Linked DNA regions of Mus musculus: region 1 is linked to region 2. Evidence: chromatin contacts called from public Hi-C data. All regions are on one chromosome and are shown on one strand. Each heading gives the region's core, a stretch centred on a gene start, on an enhancer-like site or on the middle of the called end of the contact. The rest is flanking DNA. Distances are from core to core; before and after follow the strand shown.

Region 1 (4,456 bases), core at 1,837-4,336, 380 kb before region 2:
TAAAACTCTGAAAGTTTTAACCTAAAGCACCTGACAGCTCTCACTCGGCTGGATGCGTCACTGGATGAGAACTGGCTAGTTATATAGTCGTGTTTGTTTATGTCATGAAGATTTTTTTTTTTGTATTCCATAATATGTCTCTTACCAGGTTATTCTCTGGCTTGTATTACAGTACAAGGTTTTGACTTTGTATTTGGGTTAGGCCTTGCTTAAGTAGGTTTGTTTAGTTATTCACCCTGCGGTATGAGTGACCGATGTGTTTTATGTAGCACTTATACCTGTAGCAGTGTTTGATACAATGATTTTGGAGAGACTTGCTGGACATTCATTCAAAAGAGTAAATGAAGAGTATCATAATTTTACAAAATTTCCAAGTGTGATTGTTGCTTAGTTCAGAAAAGTGTTTCTCAAGGCCCACTTAAAAAATTTAGTTTCAGAATAAAAATGCAATTGTATGAGTAAATGAACATTAAATTTTTGTTGCAAACTATCATAGTTTTTAACAATTCATTAATACTGAGTCTTGCTGTATTTGCTATGCTGGTTCTGAAGTACTTTAATGAATTTAAAAGTTAAAATTCTGGATTATTTCCTTTTTACTCATAAGTGAGCATCTTTCCTGGTGCTTTTAACTATGTGTGATTATGCAGATTTAAATAGGTGGGAGAGTGCTTTGTAACTTAGAGTGTCATGCAGATGTAGGATGCTTTTGTGGTACTGCATGACTTTATGTCTTTAGATGAGCTAGTAGTCAGTTTCCTAAGTGGCTAATTTTTACTGTTTTAAATTGTGCTTGTTTGGATAATTTATTATAATATTGTTTATGTTTTGTTCAGGTTTAAATTTCACCATCTATAAAAGTCTACCAAAACTAACACCAAACCCCTTACTGCTTTGTAGTTTCCATTAAACCTTAGGTTATCCTGTTAGAGGTAACTGTTTAAAAGCCTTTAACAATAGGGAAATACATTTGCCTTCTTATAATTAGGTAGAACACAGTGGAAGGATACTTAGCATGGCAGGCCCACAGGAACACAGCTCGATAGGAACACAGTGATGATGCAGAGAAAATGAAATACGCCACAGAAAAAAAGTAAGAGAGGAAATTTTTTCATTGAAAGTTGCAGAGTATGGTTAAGTGGCAGTTTGGCCAGATAATTATTTTCTGCTTTGATGCAGAATTGTTTATGTCTTTCATGTTATGCCTCATAAGATACACTATTTCACATCAATTTTATATTCAGCCAAGGACCAATTTAACCAAACCAAATTCAGCTGTATTGAAAAGGGGAGCAAGTTCTTTCTTTAAGTGGAGGGGATCTTTTCTGGCCATGTAATGTTCTTTTGACTAATCTGGCATGCTAATTTTATATTGATTTCTCTTAAGTATGAATTAGTAAGTGAGGGTGATTAGATTATCTTTAAGGTTACAATTCCAGTTTCTAGACCTTTACCCCTGGTTATTAGACCTTATACTACAGTAACTTAGCCAAAAATATGTTGTGTTGAAAAATTAGTTTGGTCCTGAGTCTTCTGGTTTCATGATTCCTATACTTTTGCTTGCAAATTAAGAGAATTGCACATTCATTTTTATAATTAGTAACTAAGACGGAAATTAATTCTATCTAGCTTTATCTATCTAGTTTTTTTATTTAGCCTTAGGTGTTCTCTCTCTTTTAAAGAAATCTATCTGTATTATTTAGCTTGTTCTTTTAGCTTCTTACTTTAATGTTTTTATAAAACTGTTCTGTGTTTGGTTTTTGTTGTTTGTTTGTTAAGATAAATGACCATTAAGGCCTGGATAACTTCTGTTTATCAGTTCCCCACCCACTTTTATAGTAAAGTATGAATAGTGACTAGAAAGGAAGATAGGCCTTTTCCTACAAACTAAAGTGACTAAAAATAACTTTTTTGTGATTTGTTTGTTTGTTTGCTTTTTTTTTTTTTTTTTTTGAGATAGGGTCTGAATTAAGTAAGTAGCCTTGGCTAGCCTGGAAGTCCTTATGTAGAACTGTCTTGTTTTGAACTCATAGGCATTTGCCTCTCTGTCTCCGCCTCGGAGGACTGGGATCAAAGCCAACACCATTACATTAGCCCCTACAAATAATGAATTACAATGCCTTTTAGGATTGCCTTCTCCAAAGAACACTTGTGTCTAATATCTAAATAACTGATTACTTCAGTTTGTTCACACTATATTGGTGATGTTAGTTTTAATCAATAGTGAGTGCTTCCTTTTGCTTTAAAGTTGATAACATCTCAGTACAAGTATTTTTGTTTTCATATCACCAGATAGCCCAGAAGAAGCAGGTGATGTAAGAGGGGGTTCGTTTGCCTCATTGTTTGAGAAGGCTTTCTGGCTGTGGAGGGTGAGGAGGGAGGGCAGAGGCCCTCCATCCCTCCATCCATGGCTTCCTGAGTTTGGGGCAGAGTTCATGGTGGAAGGAGTGGAGGCAGTAACTCCTCATGGCTGTGAAAGGAAGCAGGAACCAGAGAAACCTGCAGATAATTTGCCCTGACTGACTGATTTCTGTCAGCCAGATTTCACTTCCAAAGGCTCCACAACCGGGCTGGGAGGAGGATTTCAGATTGAAACTATAACATGTTTGCTTTCTTATTAATAAACTTTTTTTTTGCAGTTAATTTTTCTTTGCTTTGTCTAGTAGGGTATCCAAAAGATATTTTAAACTATTTTTCTTTTATCTAATTCCATATTTTTCTTATATTTCCCCCAAACAAGAAATATATAAAACTTAAATCTTTGCTATTGTACTATAGCGTTACCTGGAGTGAGGTAAACTTAAATTGCAAATATTTTCATGCTTAAATTGTCCTATGCAGAAAGGTTTGGAAGATATAGTGTGCTATGATAAGTAAAATTTCATAGCTGAGATCTACAAAATTTGAGAAAAATATTTAGCTTCTTCATTTGAGATCTGGGATTCATGTAAAAAATGGAAATGGAGGAACACTGGGCTTGGAATTTGCTTTCTAATTACAGATGATTTGCTTTTTTTAATCTAAGGAGTGAGCTGACAGGGCAGGCAGGGCAGGAGGGACTGCGGAGGCTCCCACAGTAGTTGTTGTCGTTCCTCTTAACTGCTTCCTTCTTTTTTTTTTTCCTCATTTTTTGCAATGAAGAGGGGGTGATGCACCACCAGCACTTGGCTTGATTTGTGCTTTTCCAGTGTCCTTTAGGCTGGTGGGAAAGCTCTGTGGCTTTAAATCTAAGCAGTCGTGAACAGACTGGGGCATAGTGTGTCTAAGGAGCTTGTCTTGTAATCTCTTCTGCCCAATGACTCAGGAAAATGTAGATGTAACAGAGGCAAACTACTTTTTACACAAAATGTTTAGTACAGTGCCACCAGGTAGACCTTTCCCCACCTTTATGTTTTCTCTTGGTTTCCTTTTATAATTTGCTAACTCTCATCTTCCTAGACAGTGTTTCATGGAGCTCAATTTGGAAAATGTTGAAAATGAAAAAGTTATGTGTACAGAATTGTTCTAAGTTTGATATGTTTTGAGGTGGAGGCATGCTATATGACCCAGGCTGACTTATGTATAGTCCATGCTGGTTTCTAATTCATGATTTTTACACTCCTGCCTATGGGTGTCCATCAAGCCCAGTTTGTCTATAGCTTTTATAAGGAAATGATTAGAGCTCAGTCTTGTGACATAATGATTTAACAAAAAGCTATTACTGTTTTGTAAACCCATGTATAACCTGTTACAGGTTCAAGAGTCTTATTGTTTCTTGACTGCTGGCATATATATTTTCTTTCTGAAGAAACTTTGCAAATGTTCAATTCTTTTTTTTTTTTTTTTTTTTTTTTTTGGTTTTTTTGAGACAGGGTTTCTCTGTGTAGCTTTGTTTGTACTGGAACTCACTCTGTAGACCAGGCCGGCCTTGAACTCAGAAATCCGCCTGCCTCTGCCTCCCAAGTGCTGGGATTAAAGGCGTGCACCAACTCTGCACAGCCCTATTCATTACTTAATGGCCCTCTGAATAATGTTTTCAAGTCTTATTTTTAATTGATAGTCAATAATGATGCTAGAATAACAAATAGTTCTTTCTCATTGAAAATCAAGAAAAAAAAATGTTGAGCGGTGGTGGTGCACGCCTTTAATCCCAGCACTTGGGAGGCAGAGGCAGGCGGATTTCTGAGTTCAAGGCTGGCCTGGTCTACAGAGTGAGTTCCAGGACAGCCAGGGCTACACAGAAAAACCCTGTCTTGGAAAACAAAAAAAAAAAAAAGGAAATAATTAATAATAATAATAATAAACAGGAAAGATTACTTCTGTTTTTCCATTCTAACATTTTTTTGCCCCTTTCCTCATTTTGCCTTCCTCTTTTCCATTTTAAAAAAATTAGTGAGTTAACATAATAGTCACTGTTTTAAACTGTAATTTGAGTGACATTTAATATTTTCACAGTATAGCCAGAGGTAATGCAGTC
Region 2 (4,736 bases), core at 555-3,054:
TAAGGCTGTCCATTTATGTTTCTGGTCCACTTCCAGCTCACCCATGAGGGGATATAACACGGGCTCTGAGTCTAAAGTGAAGTGTACCAGTTTCTGTTTCACTGTTTAGTAGTTATGTCACTAGAGGCACAGTTTGCATCAGAAACCAGAACATCCTCATTTAAAGCAGAGACAGTATTTCCTTCTGGATATCAGGACTGATGTGAGCATCAGATGGGAACAGTCCATGAGGAATGTCTAAGATCAGAGTACAAATGCTAACCATGACTACTCTAGCTGACATCAAGGAAGAAAGAATTCGATGACAATTTGTCACCATTGGGGAAAAGCTAGAACTCAAAAACCACCAGCAGTTAGACAGGCTCGAAAAGGACTAGCTTTTATGTAGGGTGTGTTTGAATTCTAAGTTTGCTTCCTAGAACCATAATTGTCCTGGAGTTTTGCAATCCTTAACTCACCTTTGCAATGGATGAGAATCTAAGGTCTCTTAGAGCCAGAAAGGAGGGGGTCAGTTATAAATAGATCTCTGTGACTTACACCAAGTAAGGGACTAAAAATGGGGAAGGGAGGGGAAAAGAAATGGAGGGTGGAAGCAGGGAGGGAGGAGGGAGGAAGAAAAGAGAGAGAATAAGCATTAGACTATCATGATACAAAGAAGTCCAGCCACAGATGACAGCAAGGGAAGGGTGGAGTAAGGAACTGGAGAACTGAAATGGAGCCTCTGTTGTAGTCTTCTGACTGTGGCAGTAGGTCAGAGGGCATAGCAGTAGCCCTCTCCAGGGACAGGGACAGAATAGTTCCTGTGATCTTGTCCCATACTCTAGCAACATCCTACTTTTCTGTGAAACAGAATTACTGACTGTTCCTCAAGTGCACGCTTAACTCTGGAAAAGTTTGTGCAGTTGTTGGAACACTGCTACTCTCATGGCCTTTTCCTGTCTAAGTTCAACATCTTGCAATATTCCGCTAAAATTCTGTTTTAAGAAGCTGTTTCTTATGGTTTCTTCTGCAAGTTGTCTCTGTATTTTCAAATAGCACTTTGCATATCTTTTGTGTCATACTGTACTTCAATGTGACTCTATGCAGAGTGGTTATTCTTTCTGATTGACTATATGGAAACTTGCTGAAGGATGACAGTGCCTCAGAATCCATTACAGTGACTAACACACAGTTAGACCTCAACAGATGTTGAATGAAAACATGGATTTATATTACCAATTTTCAATGTAGTATAATTAGATGTTATTAACTGAACTTGTTAGTTGTATAGCATAACACTGATATTTAGTCTAAATAGATCACATAGACATCATTTTCAAGAAATATTGCTGGAATAGGACCTACTTCTAGTGTGTCCATACCCATGTAACAGCACCTACCATCCAGTATTAATTCTGGGTTCAGATTAATATGCATACATGTAATATATGACTTTTGTTCTCATTAGACATTTAAACATTTCCTATGAAGTATTACCATTTAAAGTAATTTAGTAATTTTGAGTAAGTGTGATAATGGCTAAGGGCAGGGTGAGTCCCAGCAGTGTTGGAGAAAAAAATGACTTCATTAAATGTACATGTGTTCAAACATTTAATAGTTCATATATTATGGAATTTTGTGAAAAGAGGAGATATTTAACTGTATAAAGTTAAATTAAACTGTGACTGTACATTCCTAAATTAAGGATGAGATTTCTCAGAATGATATTTTAACATGCTTCATCAAAGGAACTGAAGTGAGTGGCCAGCTACATGGAAGATGACTCAGTGGAATGTTTGAAAATGACACTTGCCAGCCTTCCTGTTGTTGCTAGATTGACTCATGCCCTAGTTGATATCGTCTAGTATGCAAAAAATTCTATGAACAGATGATGTATAAGCAAGAGTGGTTTGTACCCATAATTTTATGCCAGGCAATGTTGGTTCAGGGCACAGACATGTTAAATAATCAAACACCAAAAAGTGTACAGGCTAGTTTCGGAGAGTAGCAAAAATCAGGGGAAGTTTCAAGCTTAAAAAGTGACAAGGTGACTAAGACAGAGGTCTACTGCTGTCACATGTCCTATTCTGATGCTGTTCAACAGTTCCTTGTAGGTGTCTTAGTCAGGGTTTCTATTCCTATACAAACATCATGACCAAGAAGCAAGTTGGAGAGGAAAGGGTTTATTCAGCTTACACTTCCATACTGCTGTTCATCACCAAAGGAAGTCAGGACTGGAACTCAAGCAGGTCAGGAAGCAGGAACTGATGCAGAGGCCATGGAGGGATGTTACTTACTGGCTTGCTTCCCCTGGATTTCTTAGCTTGCTTTCTTATAGAACCCAAGACTGCCATTCCAGGGATGGCACGATCCACAGTGGACCCTCTCCCACCCTTGATCACTAATTGAGAAAATACCTTAGAGCTGGATCTCATGGAGGCATTTCCTTAAGGAAGGCTCCTTTCTCTGTGATAACTCCAGCTTGTGTCAAGTTGACACACAAAACAAGTCAGTACATAGGCCCTGGTTAAGTGTCAAAGCCCCTGACACCAAATCAGTTCTGAAACATCCCAGTTTGGAACTACTTATATATATGAAACGAGAAGAGAGAAATTCTCAAAAGAGAAGAGAATTAAATAAATGAAAGGAAGAGGGGTTTGCTGAGAGGTAATGAAGAAGCACTGGCAGTGGCTACAGCTCTATAGCCCTCTGTGGCACCTCTTCCTGTCCTTACCACCATGGTCAGTGATGATGGAGAAGTTGCTTTGTGCAGTGTCTGCACTGCGTGTTTCATGGATTTCTCAGTGTTCATTTTTCATAACTCTATGGGGTAAGTTTTCCTATTGTTTTGCCTCAATGAAGACGCTGATGCTAAAAGTTGCAATCTCTTTGACCAATGTCATTCTGACTTCAGAGTTTTAAGACCATAACTGTAACACATTATTATAAATGTAGAAATCATAAAGCACAAGTGAAGAAGAAAAGCCACAATACACGTGATAAGATAATGAAGAGAATGTGATTTTATTATGGAGATAAACATGTAGTAAACATGTAGTATGATAAATAAAATTAACATTTATAGTTTAAAGCACTTATGCTAGAAAGCTACATATTTACAGCTGTGATGTGAGCTAGCCAGTGTCTTTCAGGGGTGATAGATTTAAATTGCTTTCAGAACTAGCTTATGAGTAACCTTAAACAAAGCTATAGATTTTATTTAAAAATTATTAAAATTATAAAGTTCTCAATCTACTTCATTAAAATGATCAAATGGCTTTTTTAAAGTATCAAATGAAATGTCTAATTTCAGAGATTCAATCCAACAGATGATAACGTGAATATGTGACATGCTTGGAACATGTAATAGATTGGATCTTAAATGTCCTCCAAAGAGCCATGTGTTAAAAGGATTGAGCCTCAGAATGGTCTTGCTCGGAGGTGGCAGACACTTTAAGATATTAGGTTATGAGGTGACCAGAGATGTGCTGTTGGAGAGGACTTTGAGTCCCCAGCACACCCCCCTTCCTCTGTACTCTCTGGGATTAAGTGGTTTGTTCTGACACATGCTCTTGCCAGGACATGATGCTCACCCTGAATCTAAAACAGTAAAACTAATCTGTCTTGCACCGGACTCTCAACAGCTGTAAAAGATAATCTTTTCTCCTTGTAAGTTGATTCTGTGTGGAATCTTGTTCTAGACATGAAAAGCTGATATAAAGAAAGGCCCAGTCTATTTGAAAAGTGGATGTGGCTTGTCTAGGCAACTCACTACTCTGAAGGGAAAAAACCAAACCAAACCAAACCAAAAAAAAAAAAAAAAAAAAAAAAACAGTCCTTAAAGATGACACCACCTTGCATCTTAACTTACTAAAAAGAAGAAATTACCTCACTGAAGATGATATTCTCCAGATACATCTATTTACCTAAGAATTTCATAAATTATTTTTTTAATTGCTGAGTAGTACTCCATTGTGTAAATGTACCACATTTTCTGTATCCATTCCTCTGTTGAGAGACATCTGGGTTCTTTCCAGCTTCTGGCTATTATAAATAAGGCTGCTATGAACATAGTGGAGCATGTGTCCTTATTACTAGTTGGAACATCTTCTGGGTATATGCCCAGGAGAGGTATTGCTGGATCCTCTGGTAGTACTATGTCCAATATTCTGAGGAACTGCCAGACTGATTTCCAGAGTGGTTGTACCAGCTTGCAATCCTACCAGCAATGGAGGAGTATTCCTCTTTCTCCACATCCTAGCCAGCATCTGCTGTCACCTGAAAATTTGATCTTAGCCATTCTGACTGGTGTGAGGTGGAATCTCAGGGTTGTTTTGATTTGCATTTCCTTGATGATTAAGGATGTTGAATATTTTTTCAGGTGCTTCTCAGCCATTTGGTATTCCTCAGTTGGGAATTCTTTGTTAAGCTCTGTACCCCATTTTTAATGGGGTTATTTGATTTTCTGGAGTCCAGTTTCTTGAGTTCTTTGTATATATTAGTCCCTTATCAGATTTAGGATTTGTAAAGGTCCTTTCCCAATCTGTTGGTGGCTTTTTTGTCTTATTGACAGTGTCTTTTGCCTTACAGAAGCTTTGCAATTTTATGAGGTCCCATTTGTCAATTCTCGATCTTACAGCACAAGCCATTGCTGTTCTTTTCAGCAATTAGTGGGGTAACTCAATCACAAAAGAACACTCATGATATGCACTCACTGATAAGTGGTTAGTAGCCCAGAAACTTAGAATACCCAAGAT

The links. A called contact is a pair of places that touch in the nucleus more often than the background predicts.
Region 1: a Hi-C map of bone marrow-derived macrophages shows a contact between it and region 2, with 11 read pairs. The contact joins two enhancer-like sites. A contact is called at or near these places in 7 of 39 promoter capture datasets (the 3T3-L1 cell line, the C10 cell line, the HPC-7 cell line and 4 more), 1 of 484 Hi-C or Micro-C datasets (bone marrow-derived macrophages) and 1 of 115 datasets of contacts at active chromatin or transcription factors (CD8 T cells).

The regions. Positions count from the first base shown.
Region 1 is chr19:32,776,210-32,780,665 of GRCm38.p6, forward strand. The region is part of intron 2 of Pten (phosphatase and tensin homolog); the gene reads left to right. Among named protein-coding and RNA genes, the nearest start is that of Pten, 21 kb to the left of the region's middle. Within about 2 kb of position 3,087, at least 19 of the 459 cell types and tissues checked have an H3K27ac peak or open chromatin away from gene starts, as enhancers often do. A contact at or near this core is called in bone marrow-derived macrophages, where this site is marked.
Region 2 is chr19:33,158,302-33,163,037 of GRCm38.p6, forward strand. It overlaps the pseudogene Rnls. Among named protein-coding and RNA genes, the nearest start is that of Mir3970, 3.6 kb to the left of the region's middle. Within about 2 kb of position 1,805, at least 13 of the 459 cell types and tissues checked have an H3K27ac peak or open chromatin away from gene starts, as enhancers often do. A contact at or near this core is called in bone marrow-derived macrophages, where this site is marked.